Regions from separate parts of the Mus musculus genome. Here all the other regions are linked to region 2. The links are chromatin contacts, called in public Micro-C and promoter capture Hi-C maps. All regions are on one chromosome and are shown on one strand. The core of a region is the stretch at or near the end of the contact, and the rest is flanking DNA. Distances in the headings are between cores, read along the strand shown.

The links. Promoter capture Hi-C pulls out the DNA fragments that hold promoters and counts their contacts. Hi-C and Micro-C count contacts between places; a contact is called where the count stands out from the background.
Region 1: a promoter capture Hi-C map of the 3T3-L1 cell line shows a contact between it and region 2, with 3 times the contacts expected there. The contact joins two enhancer-like sites. A contact is called at or near these places in 1 of 39 promoter capture datasets (the 3T3-L1 cell line), 2 of 15 datasets of contacts at CTCF or cohesin (large pre-B cells and pro-B cells), 7 of 484 Hi-C or Micro-C datasets (the 3T3-L1 cell line, the MNK3 cell line, cerebral cortex and 4 more), 7 of 115 datasets of contacts at active chromatin or transcription factors (the NIH/3T3 cell line, cardiomyocytes, craniofacial prominence and 4 more) and 2 of 9 other capture datasets (embryonic stem cells and liver).
Region 3: a Micro-C map of palatal mesenchyme shows a contact between it and region 2, with 1.9 times the contacts expected there. The contact joins the promoter of Spin1 here to the enhancer-like site in region 2. A contact is called at or near these places in 2 of 39 promoter capture datasets (the C10 cell line and cranial neural crest), 3 of 484 Hi-C or Micro-C datasets (nephron progenitors, palatal mesenchyme and uterus) and 1 of 9 other capture datasets (liver).

Annotation. Positions count from the first base shown.
Region 1 is chr13:51,421,554-51,425,948 of GRCm38.p6, reverse strand. Shc3 (src homology 2 domain-containing transforming protein C3) reads left to right here. Exons shown (of 12, transcript NM_009167.5): 12 at 1-2,560. It overlaps S1pr3 (sphingosine-1-phosphate receptor 3), which reads right to left. Exons shown (of 2, transcript NM_010101.4): 2 at 3,152-4,395. Among named protein-coding and RNA genes, the nearest start is that of Gm32834, 5.1 kb to the right of the region's middle. Within about 2 kb of position 1,363, at least 15 of the 459 cell types and tissues checked have an H3K27ac peak or open chromatin away from gene starts, as enhancers often do. A contact at or near this core is called in the MNK3 cell line, where this site is marked.
Region 2 is chr13:51,257,056-51,261,435 of GRCm38.p6, reverse strand. All of the region lies in intron 2 of Gm46414 (a long non-coding RNA gene), which reads right to left. Among named protein-coding and RNA genes, the nearest start is that of Gm46414, 51 kb to the right of the region's middle. Within about 2 kb of position 2,060, at least 46 of the 459 cell types and tissues checked have an H3K27ac peak or open chromatin away from gene starts, as enhancers often do. A contact at or near this core is called in the MNK3 cell line and palatal mesenchyme, where this site is marked.
Region 3 is chr13:51,098,466-51,102,661 of GRCm38.p6, reverse strand. It overlaps Spin1 (spindlin 1), which reads right to left and starts at 1,782. Exons shown (of 6, transcript NM_146043.4): 1 at 1,672-1,782. It overlaps 9430083A17Rik (RIKEN cDNA 9430083A17 gene), which reads left to right and starts at 1,935. Exons shown (of 1, transcript NR_029463.1): 1 at 1,935-4,196.

The DNA of each region.
Region 1 (4,395 bases), core at 114-2,613, 170 kb before region 2:
ATCTCCCTCCCACCCCCACCAATTATGAAGAAAATTTCACACCACTTCACATCATATTTCCCAGGCCCATGCCGTGAATTTGAAAATGGGGAATTAATAAGTACTTATAACTCCCTGCAACTGTGGCTGGCAGATAAAATGCCATCTGCCAGACAGGATTTATTTATAATGGGGTTTATACATATTTATAAGTTTGCAAGCAACAAATGCACAGTTTTAAAACTGGCACATTTTATATCAGCTAGAAAAAAATTGCAACTTTATACTAAGGCTTTCTGAGTGTGAACTGCATGTGTGTAGTATACACGTACACGAGCTTTCTTTAGTTCAGATGGAATGCGCACCACAGCATGTGTATGTCCAGATGCAGACCAGCTCTGTGTTGGGTCTCTCTCTACTGAGCCTCTGGGGTTTCCTGCATTGGATGACCTGTATATGAGAAATGGCACCAAGAGCTTGGCGGTTGATTTGCTCTCATTTGCAGACCTGTGGAGCAGAGTTCTGGGTGTCGTGGACTCTGAGACCATGGTACAAAAAGGGAAGTAGGGCTCTCACTGCAGGCCGAGAGAGAGGGAAAGCAAGCCAGGAGTGTGGTGCATTTCTGTAATCCCAGAACTTGGATGGTAAAGGCTAGCTCAGGGTCAACCTGGGCTAAACGAGGCCATGTCTCAAGAGAACTAAACAGAAGGGTAGCCAGCAGAAGACAAGGAAGAGGCAGGTGTTAGAGAAAAGGAAAAGGGACATGCAGATGAAACACCCACAGACCCACATCCTTTCTTGACCCAGCCTGACTTACCACAACCGGACTTGGCTGGCCAGCCCTCCTGGCCACATTTATACCTTAGATCCTATGTAGCAGGTCCTGCAGGGACTTGTGGGACAGAGAAGGGAACATAAGGTGAATCTGTTCCTGTTTATAATCTAACTGGAGCCCCTCCTCCAACACACACATGAAGTGTGAGAGTGTTGGAGTGGGAGTCGGGGAGGCTTTCAGGGCTGGTGTGCTCACATTCAGTATGGACCAAGGATCAGGCTCAGGACTGAGCTGGAGGCGCTGAAGGCTTTTAAACAGCAGGTGGCGCAGTTGTACCCTTGAGGAAGAAAAGGGTGCAAAAGTTCAAGTTGGTGTCCCTCATGGAATCTGCTGATGTCAGTAGGATGCCGGAGGACAGGTTGAAAAGCTTTCCTTTCCTCTCGCTGCCCTCTCAGATGCCCTGGGGGTAAGTGAGTCCCTGAGACCCCCAGACACACCTATGGGTGAAAGAGAAACCACAGGAAATGGACAGCTTTATGTACCCACTGTACATAGAGGACAGAACCTATGGGGTGAATCTGAAACCCGAGCTCCTGAGGACATACAGGTTCACACTGGAGGAAATTCCTTTACCACAACCAAAGTCACTCACAGCGGAGTCAAGCAACAGTTCACAAGGCAGAGACAGTAGACTAACTAGTCTGGGGACAACTAGTTTCTTTTCCTCTTCTTCTTCTTCTTTGTTTAACAACACTATGTGTGAGTTGCCAATTGAATGTTCTCTGTTCAACTGACTTTTGGATATAACTTGTTTCTGAGTATTGTGAAATTTATGTGAATTTCTTTGTGTTCAGAATGAGACATTTGATGTTCAAAAGCCCCAGGATTAGGGGACAGCTCAGTGTAAATGTAATGTGTAACAAGGTATTGAACAGTTTTCCAAAAGCATTCGGGTGGCCAATTATACATATTGATATATACATATTTGAAATTTCTTTTTGTTTCTGTTAACCATTGTGAAACACCAACAGTTACTGTAACAGTTACTGCCTGGGAGTGTGGCCAACCGCCCCTTGCCACTTTGATACTGGCCTGGGATTGGCTCCCTAAGTCACCTGTTGAGGAGCAGAAATACAAAGTCAACTTTAAGTTTTCTAATATTTTTCTTTGATAAAACTTAGGCGATTTGACGACCATTTGGCATTCCCAAGAGATAACAGGTGAAGGTGATCAGGCAGCTTGGACTCCCTCACCTGCAGGGACTCTTTAGAGAAACGGTGTTGCTTTCGGTCTCATGCCCTCCACCACGGTCCTGGCACACCACAGCCGAGCTTCTGGGATAACCACGAGGAGGCAGCATAGAACATCCCATCACCATGGCCGAGGTATGGCTGGTGGCAGGCTAACCCTAGACAATGCTGCTCTTCTTGTTATTATTAGGTACTGGAACATGTGCCTTTATCATTGGGACGGCCACCCATGCACTTCCAATCCCAGAGCTCAGAGCTGACCCTCTGCCCTCTGACTTAGACAACTATGTGGGTGATGAGGTTTTTGTTTTTTTGTTTGTTTGTTTGTTTTCATTTTTTTCATTTGTCACTAGTCTCCAAAGCATGGAACTGGCGGCGATGTCATTAGACATTTTCTATAAAATGCACCTTGTTATCTTTCTGTGACCGGCTCTTTCCCAGCACACAGAATAACCACGGCTCAAAGATTGAGAGGAGTAACCATTTTTAAATAGTTAATTGTTTCAGTGACTGTAAGTGTTAAGTCTGTTGTTGGCAATAAAGGCTACTGTGAAAAGAAGTGTCTCTTGTTTGCGTGACAGAGCTCACGTCTGTGTGTGGTGGCAGGGCGCCATCATGCATGCGTAGAAGTCACAGGACAACTTGTAGGGCTTCTCTCCTTCTGTCATGTGGGCCCTGGGAATCGAACTCAGGACATCAAGTGTCACCAAGGCAAGCAACATTGCCTTCTGAGCCACTCGCCAGCCCTGGGTCTTATAACGCATCGCAGAAGACAGGAGGGCAGATTGAAACCTTTCTCTAGAAAATTGGTCTTCTGTTTTTCCCTCAGGGGTGGGAAAAGGGATAACTTGTCAGAAACACTTGAAAAGATTCATGCCAATTTTGCGATCTGGAGCATAGACTGCCTTGGGCAGGTCAGAGGTGATAGACGGCGGGAAGGTGGAACTGGGGGTGGGGGTGAGGTGTCTTTTTCACTACAAGTTATAACATCTGTCGTCAACAAAGCATCACACCAAATATGGATCCTCCGTGTGTGGGATGCAGGTTAGTGGCTAAAACTTACCGACTATAAAACAGGGAGCCAGTTCTGCCGGCTGCTTACCCGCTTGCTCATCTGCAGACACTGGCAAATGAAACCTAGTCTTCTGGTTGGATGACATTTTTATTTTATAATTTCTTCCCTACAGAGGGGCTATTACCATTCTTCAAATCATAGGATCTGCTGGGAAATGGCTCCCCTGGGATGCCCTGTGCCTACGTAAATGCCACAGAGGGCAGTTTGTGCCTATAACCATGACAGGAGGAACACAGGTCCTGGGGGGAATTGTTGGTCAGTCAATCTAGCCAAAGCTGGCAGCTTCGGGTTCAGTGAGAAATGGTGTCTCAAAAAAACAAACAACAAAACAACAACAACAACAACAAAACAACAACAAAAAAACCAAGATGGAGAGCATAGAGAGAGAGAGAGAGATCCAACATTAACCTCTGGCCTCTCCTGCATGCACAATAGTGTACATGGGTGGGCACACACATACACACACTCACCACCGCTACCACCACCACCACCACCACCACCAGTAAAACAGCATCTACCCAGACCTGTATCAGTAGCATCCAGTACGCTAAAGCTTCAATCTAACATCATCTACAAGATGGCCCTGGGGGATAAAAGGGACTTAGTGATTGGGCATCAAATGTAGTTTATGCCTGTAATGCTGTGAGATCAGGTTCTAGGGAGAGAAGCAAGACCACCCCACTACACCCCCCGAGTGTCTATTCCAAAACAATAGAACATACCACACAGGCCTCCAGGATGGGTTTTTATACAGGCTTTTGGTTTTATTTATTATTAACAAACATAAACTGCAAGTAGCCAAGGTTGCTCACTACCTTGGGCGAGCCCCAGGGTCTCTGGTGTCACTGGTTTCCGACCTTTGACCTTCAGGGTGAGGGTTGGATGCACCCGATGTCTCAGTGCTGTCTCGGAGGCTAGCTAGGGAAAGGTGTGCACACTGGCATCACGGTCGACGGATCCACTGGGCATACATCAAGTGAGCGCAATTGGGTTTTAGTGTATTTTTATTTTCAGTTGCTTGGCAGTCTGTCATGCTACAAATGTCACCTCCTAGCTGGGGATGGTGGGCCTGGCCCTCCACAAGGGCTGTTGTGTGAAAGCAGACACAGGAGGAAATGGAGAAGCCAGAATCCTGTACAATGTGTGATTAATATCAGTGACCTAGACCCACGGCCTCAAAGCCTTGCAATCATGAAAGAGCGTGCCCACAAGCCCTGTTCTCTTTCCACCTCAACTCCCCTACACACTGCTCTGCTATTTATTTTTCCCTTAACCCAGCACTTGTATGCTTTCCTTTTCCAGAAATGCCATGGGTT
Region 2 (4,380 bases), core at 811-3,310:
AAGCAGGGTGCCTAGTCAGACTCATTACCTGTCTATGTAGCTAAGGATAACCGGAAATGCCTGGTTCCCCTGCCTCTGCCTCCTGAGTGCCGGGATAACTCAGATGGTGTGCCTCTACATTGGGGTTATGCAGTGCTGAAGTTTTATGCGCGCCAGGCAAGCACCCTGCCCTGAAGACTGAGCTACATCGCCTAGGCTGGCAGCAGCTCTCCCCAAGCAGACGATCCTTGGAGGAGCCTGGTGTAATTATCTTGCGAGTTGCTTTCAGAAACAGAGGGCCTCTCCTGCTTCCCAAAGTATAGGTCACAGAGAACAAAGCCCTCTGGGTTGTATAACTGCTACCCTATACCACAGGAAATGAATGGCCACAGCACAGGTAGCCAGCTTGGGAGTGGCATAAAAATGATGTCCCTACAAACAAATTATACCCTAGGGCAAAACCAGAGTCCCCGTGCCTGAGATCTAGGCATGGCTATGGACAACAAAAACAAGACCAGTGTAATTACTTCTAATGTGTAATCACTGCTAAGACCCAGCCTTACAGTCCCCCAGCCTGCCTGCCAACAGTTAGGCTCCTCAGAAAATAGATGGCCCTAGATGGAGGGGGCTTTTTGTAAAATGACTCTTTCCCCCAGGGGCCAGAATAAGGTGTTTTCTGCTTCTTGTTTCTTATCTGGGTCAGGTTGACCACACAAGGGCATGGAGAGATGAGATGCCCATTGCAAATAAGTGTGCTGGGCTTAAGAAGAGAGATGGCTCACAGTGGCTTGTTCCTTCTGCAAAGCAAACCACATACAATGGTGTGGTCAGCTCTGGACACAGGGTGGGACCCGCCTGTGACATCTCATGTCACCATGCCTTGGGCAGGAAGAATTTTAAAAGCCGGTTCTCCTTCTCATCCTTCACTATGGTTAAAGGGATACATCTTTCTCGGCTTCGTTCCTTATGTTAGACCTGCTACTGAGAAACTCGGAATGCTTTGGCTTGGAGGAGGGATCGCCTGGCTTTGGAAACTGTGTCATCAGGAATCACCAACCATGAAGCCACCAGGAGCAGCATCTACAGCAGGGCCAGGGCCTGAAGGGCCCCCTGCCCACCTTGAGCACTCTGAGAGCCTTTTCTGGACCTTTGGTCAGGAGGATTCTCCTATAGCATACCCTTGGAACACTTAGCACCCTCCCATTGAATCGCTGTGCTTAATGTTCATCTCTCCCTCCAGAAATGCACAAGGGACACTAGGCGACTTGATTGCTACCAGATTCTATGTGCCTGGAGCAGGGCTTTGCACACATTAGGAGATATACTCACTGAGCAAATGGACAAAAGGAGATGGGTACTCAGCGACATTGTTGGGTGAATGGGAGGATGTGTGTACGTACAAAAGATTAAAGGAGGGGTTTATAAAGGGCTGGATAAAGAGATGGGGATATAAATTAATCGATATTAGCGCGAGACAAACGGAGATATAAAGGACAGACAGACAGAAGGGTGGCTGACGCACTGCTGACTACTCTGCTGTAGTGAGAAGACAATAATGACCAAAAAGCAAGTTATGGAAGGAGTTTATCTTGGCCTGAGGTTCCAGAAGGGTAAAAATCCATTGAGGCCGTGTAGCACGACAGCACGGGCAGCAAGAAAGGCAGGAGGAGCCAGAAGCCGCAAGTTTACATCTTCAAACACGAGTACAAAGCAGACCTAGCAAATGGGAACTAGGAGGAGGCTGTGTCACCTCAAAGCCTTCTCCTGTAATGTGCTTCCTCCAGCAAGGTTCACCACCTCTCCAAACAGCACCATCAGCTGGGGACCAAGTGTTCAAATCCCCAAGTCTACGGGGGACATGACTCATTCAAACCTCAGCAGATGGATGCTTGGCTAGGAAATGGATGGATGTAGAGAGGTGGGTGGAACTCACAGGTCCCTAACTTATAAACTGACCTCCGCCCAGTGTGGATATGAGTAAGGACTGCTGGTATGGAGAGGTAGGCAATGGAATCTCTGCTCCAGATGCGCTGAGTAGAGCAAAGAGCTTCATCCCTTGAGAAGCCCATGGCTGTCAGGCAGCCTCCTGGGCCTCATCTGCAAGAGCTTAAACAGAACAAAGCTTAGCCTGTCTCCATATGGCCGCCTCACCCTATAAACTGTGCGTGTATTTATGTAACACTTCAGGCTTGATGGGGACCAGATGTGATCAAACACTAGTTTGTGCTGCCTGGGAATGCTGAAATGCCAACCTATACATTTTTTTTTCTTTAACGGATGCTTGTCCTTAGCAATCAGTCTTTAAATCTTAGCTTTGAGCGCTGATACGCATCCATTAACTTCATTCTTTGGCCGAGCAGAAACATCTGGCAGCTTCTATTGGATTTGTTATGATTATGAAAGAAATCCATCCATGTAAAAACTTTCATTATCAGTCAGCCTAGCACAATACAAGAAAGGGAACACTGGAGAGGTGGGGGAGGGGGCAGAGAAGAGAAGTGACTTGTGCTATGCCCTGCTGCCCCTCACTTGGGTGACACACTGGTTCTACCCAGAGCAGAGTTTTCTAATAACGATCTTAAGAGTTGTCGTTTACTGACAGCTTCCATTATTCTAGTCACTGGGCCTCATGCTGAGTCGTAATTGCAGATCTCCACCACAACCATTCTCTTTCCCAGATGGGCAAATGGCCGCACAAAGCTGCCTTCTACTGCAGCGGTGTTTTACGGGGAGGGAGATAAGACCCCAGCCTCACTTTTCTGACTCTGAAGTGTCACCAATTCTGTGAATGTGGAAAGGGCTCTTCCCATCTTTAAAGTAAGGAAGCTCAGCTGAGTTGCTTTCCCACGTGGGTGTTCTTTGCATGCTCCTGTCTGCTGATCCCTCTTTGGCAATCAAGTGTTCTCTAAGGAAGATCTTGGGCACCCATCAGAACATCCCAGGGTCTAGGGAGACTCGGGACAAGATCCCTGCTTATCCCTGGATCTCAAAAATAGCATGGTCCCATGAAAGTCTTCTTGGTACCTTGACAATTTCAGACAGAACTTGGCACACAATGTTTGTTGAGGGGCTAGGGGGATGGCACAGTTGGTAAAGTGTTTGCTACATCAACATGGGGACCTGAGTTTGAATTTTCAGCACCTCCAGAAAAGCCTGGGTACATAGGCACATAGCTAGTACTAAGAGGCAGAGACAGGATGACCTCTGCGATCCTCTGACCAGCTAGCCTAGCAGAACTGGGGAGTTTCAGGTCCACTTTGCTTCAAAAAATAACATGGAGAAGAGTGAAAGGAAACACCTGATGTCAACCTCTGGCTTCCACAGCTGCACATGTGCACACACAAGAACATACACACACCTATAAAATACACACTTACACCACCACACCTATAAAATACACACACACATATATATACCTATAAAACACATGTACACCTATAACACACACCACATCTATAAAACACACACATACACACACACCTATAAAACACACTATAAAACACACACATACATACACACACATACACACATACCTGTAAAACACACACACACATACACACATGCCTATAAAACCCACACACATACACACATACCTGTAAAACACACACACACATACACACATGCCTATAAAACCCACACACACACACACACACAATGTTTACTGAGTCCTATGGCCTCCACGCTGCATTTGAAGAGTATCCACTCTACCGACCCAGGTATGATCCAGCCCGTCTGGTGTCCTGCTCTGCAGAGCTCTGTCTTCTCACTCCACAGATAGACTACCAGTACAGACACTTCTAGTACTCCATCCCACTGCTGCAGGGAAAAGATCCCAACCACTCCTCCATATGCTGGGGTGAAGGTGAGTAGGGTGGATTCCATCGGGGGTGGGGGAGCATAGCCAGGAACCACTGGATCCTGAGTGGCAAGCTTTAAAAGAGTTTATTTTAGTTTTAATTATGTCTGCCTGTTTATACTTGAGTGCAGCATTCATGGAGACCAGAAGAGGGTGTTAGGCCCTCTGGAACTGGAGGTACAAGGAGTTGTGAGCCACCATATAGGGGCTGGGAAGTGAACTTGGGTCCTCTGGACTGCCATTCTTTCCTGATGGTCTTGCATATGCATTCTCACCTGTCACTCTGAACAGCATTTACCAAGTGAGATTTCTCCATGGAACAGGAGGACATGTAGAAAACATGGCTGATGGCTTTACAACAAGCTTTCAAGAAAACGGTCAAATCACAAAGACGTCACAAAGACTCCCAAACAGCAGGCAAATCCTGGCCTGAAGCACCTCAGAGCTTAACAGTCCCTTGTTCCTCTGGCCACCTCCGCTTTCTTCTATGGTTCCAGAAACTCGTGATGTGGGTTGTGACAGGCCCAGCTCTAACCCTCAGCCAC
Region 3 (4,196 bases), core at 533-3,032, 160 kb after region 2:
AAGAGATGGGCAGCATCAGAGCTTAGCTATCCCAGAAAGGCTTAAAGCACCTCCTTTGAACACTAAAGTGGGCTTGACTAGAGAAATTCCATAGTGAAAATCTATTTTTAAAAAACCTTAAGCATGGCTCAGCGGTTAAGAGCACTCACTGGCTGTTCTTCCAAAGGACCCGTGTTTGATTCCCAGCACTCCCATTGTCTAACTCCAGTCCCGGGAGTTCAGAGCCCTCTTCTGGACTCCTTGAGCACCAGACACACATGTGGTACACAGACAAATATGCAGACAAAACATCCACACACATATATTTCAAAAATCCTAAGTATAAAAAGACAGCCCCTCACTCGATTGTACTCCAGGCGGAAAAAGGAGAGTGGCGCAAGGCCAGTCTAGAGTACAGGAGACCTCATACAAATTCACTTAGACTGAAAGCCTTTTGCTTGATCCATTTCTTAGGCATGTCAAAGTAGGATTTTAAAGCTAATTTCGTTTTACTTATTGAGAGAAACACTACACGTTTTTATAAACATAGCAGGCTACGTTAATACACAATTACCAAATCTGATAACGGACATCCTGTAAATCGTGTTCACCCATTAACTAATACTGAAGGGGTTAAAAAGGCTAAAGATGTGCCTCTTCTATCTTTCCAAAATTTCACCACCTCAGAAGTGCGCTCAGGATGTATAGGTAAAAAAACGTCTAAGATCCGGTTTCATTTTCACTCTCTAACAAAAGCTATGCAGAAGGCAATTACTCTCCATCAATCCTTTCAGGCTGCAGCTTCTTCCAGAAAATTCCAAGGAAAGTTAGTGAGGCATTCGCATTTCGATACGGATACCATCTTTCTCGCTAGTCACACTAAAATCCTTTACAACACTTGAACGAATCTTGTATTGCTTTTGGATGTACACGATAAATAAACAAGCCTTTAAACCAGAAGTAAGACTGCACGCGCGCGCGCACACACACACACACACACAGAGAGAAAAATCCTTACAAAACCCGAAACCCAATTCATAGACCATCGAAACCAAATCAATATAAAAACAATTGCGTAAACAAACTTTGAGATGCGCAGGCAACGTCGTGGATGACTGAAGCCATTTCTCAACCCGACACCCCCCGCCTCCCGGAAAGGCCCAGAACGCACCATCCGTGCAGGAAGCCGCCAGGGACCGCGACCCCCGGCGCTGCGCAGTATCCGCACCGCACATCTATCGGGCGCATTCGGGGAGGCAAACCCAAGGTCACGCAGGCCCGCGCCCCGAGCCCCCCAGGCAGGGCGTCACCGGGATGACCCGTCGCGGGGGTCCCGCCACGCCCCTCCCCCGCCCGGTTACGCAATGCCCCCGCCCCCGCCCCCCGCCCGGCACGGAACAAAGCGCGCGGGAAGCGGCCGCGGGGCTGGGGCAGGGACCCCGCGAGCGCCATGTTGGCGGGGGCGGCGGGGACCGGGCGGGGGCGACGAACAAAGGAACTCGCGCACGCCCCGGCCCCAGCCCGCCGCGCCCCGGCCCCACCGAGCCCGGCCGGCAGGGGGCGCTGAGGGGCGCCGCCCGCGGACAATGCGCCCGGGGCCCCGCGGGCTATGCTCACCTGGGTCCGCGCGCCGTGAGAGGCCCACTCGCTTCCCCCCTCACGGCCCTGCAGCCAGCCCCACGCGCGTCTCACCTGTCGGCCACCGAGGCTGCCCACGGGGCCGCCGTGGTTCGCTCGTGCTCCCCGCCGGCCCAGCCCGAGCCAGACGGCGCCTCCCCACCCCCGCTCCTCGCCGCGGCCGCCGCCCGCCCCCCGGCCGCCACGGCGCACGCGCACTGCGCCCGCCGAACTGCGACGGCCGCGCCGCCCCGGCGCCCGGCGCCGCCGGACGCACTGCGCAGGCGCGGGTGGGAGGCGGGCCCTGGCGGCGGGGGCGGGGCCTGGCGCTGCTCACCTGGAGGGTGGGGCGCGCACCCGGAGCGGCGAGGTACACGCTGGGGAGCCGCGGGCCTGGCGTAGAGCCGGCCTCTCTTACAAGCGGAGCAGGGTCGGGAAGACGAACGGAGAGTAGCGGGCGTTGGTATTTACTCTTGCACGGGAGGACGGCTTCCAGGAGCTATCCTGACTCTTTGTCCTGGGACCTTACGTCTGCTGTCTCGGGTAGCTGCCTGGCTAGCTGCGGAGATGCAGGAGGCTAGGTCACATGACCGTGCGCCGCGCAGGTGCACTTTCCTGCGGAGCAGCAGCTTTGGACTGCAGGACGCGAGCCCTTTAAAAATATGGATAGGCTCCCCCATGCTCCCTTGAAGACACACCGCCTTGCTGTACGCCGCACTGCGCAGTGGCTGAGGAACTAGGCTCAGCTTGCAAAGCTCAGGGCCTCCTGCGAACACCTGCTGAGGGTGGCTGCTGCAAACACCTAGCCTTGGCCTAGCTGCAGCCGCTGCTCTAGAAGTCACCCCGGGCTCCTCGCGAGGCTGCAAGCCAAGACTTCCCACGATCGCACGAGAATCCGTGCGACTCTGGTTCCAGTTAAGATCGCCTATTGAGGATCTGTTTGGCTGTGGGCAAGGAAAGAGAGAAAAAGAAAACGTCCGGGATGGTTTGGTTTGAGGGGAAGTGAAATACGGGACCTGAAGCTTCGTCTGGGTCTCCTTCCCTCCTTTAACCCAGTGTCTGGATCCAGGCGGTCACCGACCTGGTTCCTCGAGTGCTGTAGCACTGCCGCATTGTAATAAGCCTCCTGCCAGAGTGTTGCCAGGTCGAATTACAAGACGTTATTGGAAAGCCCTTTGCGCACTCCAAACCTGCAGCACGGCTCTTAGTTCGCTGTGCTCTTTGGGATTCCATTGGCACTTTTTTTTTTTTTTTCAAAATAAGATTGATATGTGCCTGCTCAAATTAAAATGCTTGTCTCAGATGACATTCTTGGCAGGAGCAACGTAGTCACAGACCGAAGAGAGGGCTAATTTCAGTAGAGATGCAGCCAGCCTGGAGATCACTGAGAGAAGATTAGCTTTTGTTGTGTTTAATGTTTGATCGTGGAGGCTGACAGGAACAAGGAAGGGTGTGATAGGGAAGGAGGCTGGAGTGACAGTATGGAACACTTCCGTTTCCTTGGTGACACGCCTGGTTTTTTTTGGTTTGTTTTTTTTTTTCTGTTCTCTAGAGGAACAGAACTTACAAAATGAATATATACATATGGAAAGAGTATGTATTAGAATACCTCACAGGCTTTGATCAAGTTAGTCCAGCAATGGCTGTCTACCCACAGAAGGTCCAGGAATTCAGTAGTTGTTCAGTACTGAAAGCTGAATGTCTCATCTGGTCTTCAGCATACGCTGGAATCTCAAGCAGGCTATAATGTGAGTGAAGGAATGGACTTGCTAGTGAGACAGCAAAGAGCAAAAACTTCCTTATTCCGTGTCCTTTAAATAAGCTGCCAACAAGTGTGCCCCAGATTAAAGGTATGTCTTCCTACCTCAGAAGATCCACATTAACCGTGTCTCTTCCCACCTCAAAAGGTCTGGATTAAAGGTATATTTTTTTTACCTCAAAGATCCATATCAAATGGTTTAATTAAGCAGAAATCCATCACTGGTGGGCCCATCCATTTTGGAGTTTTGATTCCTGATGTCAAGTTGACAAAAATGGCCTTCACATCTGCCTAGCACTTACTGACATTTTGGGACCTGGTAACTTGGGGAAAAGAGTATTGGGTTGTTTTGCTTGAACCAGGGCCTCACTATCTAGCTGGGTAAGCCCACGCAGGCCTGTAATTTAAGGTCTTCCTGTGTAAGCCTCCCCAATACCTGGCCTCGTGCATGGTAGGGCATTTGGTGTCATCCTTGGCTTCTACCTATCTGAGGCCACTTGCAGACCCAACTGACCAATCAACCCTTCAAGCCTTGCTTTCTCCCACTTCTTCACAACCTCAGGTTTAAATTTGCCTCGACTGATGGTCTCCAGCAACCTGTCAAAAATAACACGGGCTACATTCTAGATTTATGAATGCCTAAATTGGACTCAGGGACAGAGTTGGTTTTTGTTTTTAAGATGAGGTCTCATATAGCTCAGGCTGGTCAGAACTTTTATACAGCCAAAGACAATCCTGAACACCATTCTCGTCCACCTGCCGCTCTCCTACCAAGAGCTGGGGTGGCAAGCACATACCAGCTCACAGATCAAATTGCTGGGCAGTGGTGGTGCCGTGCTGT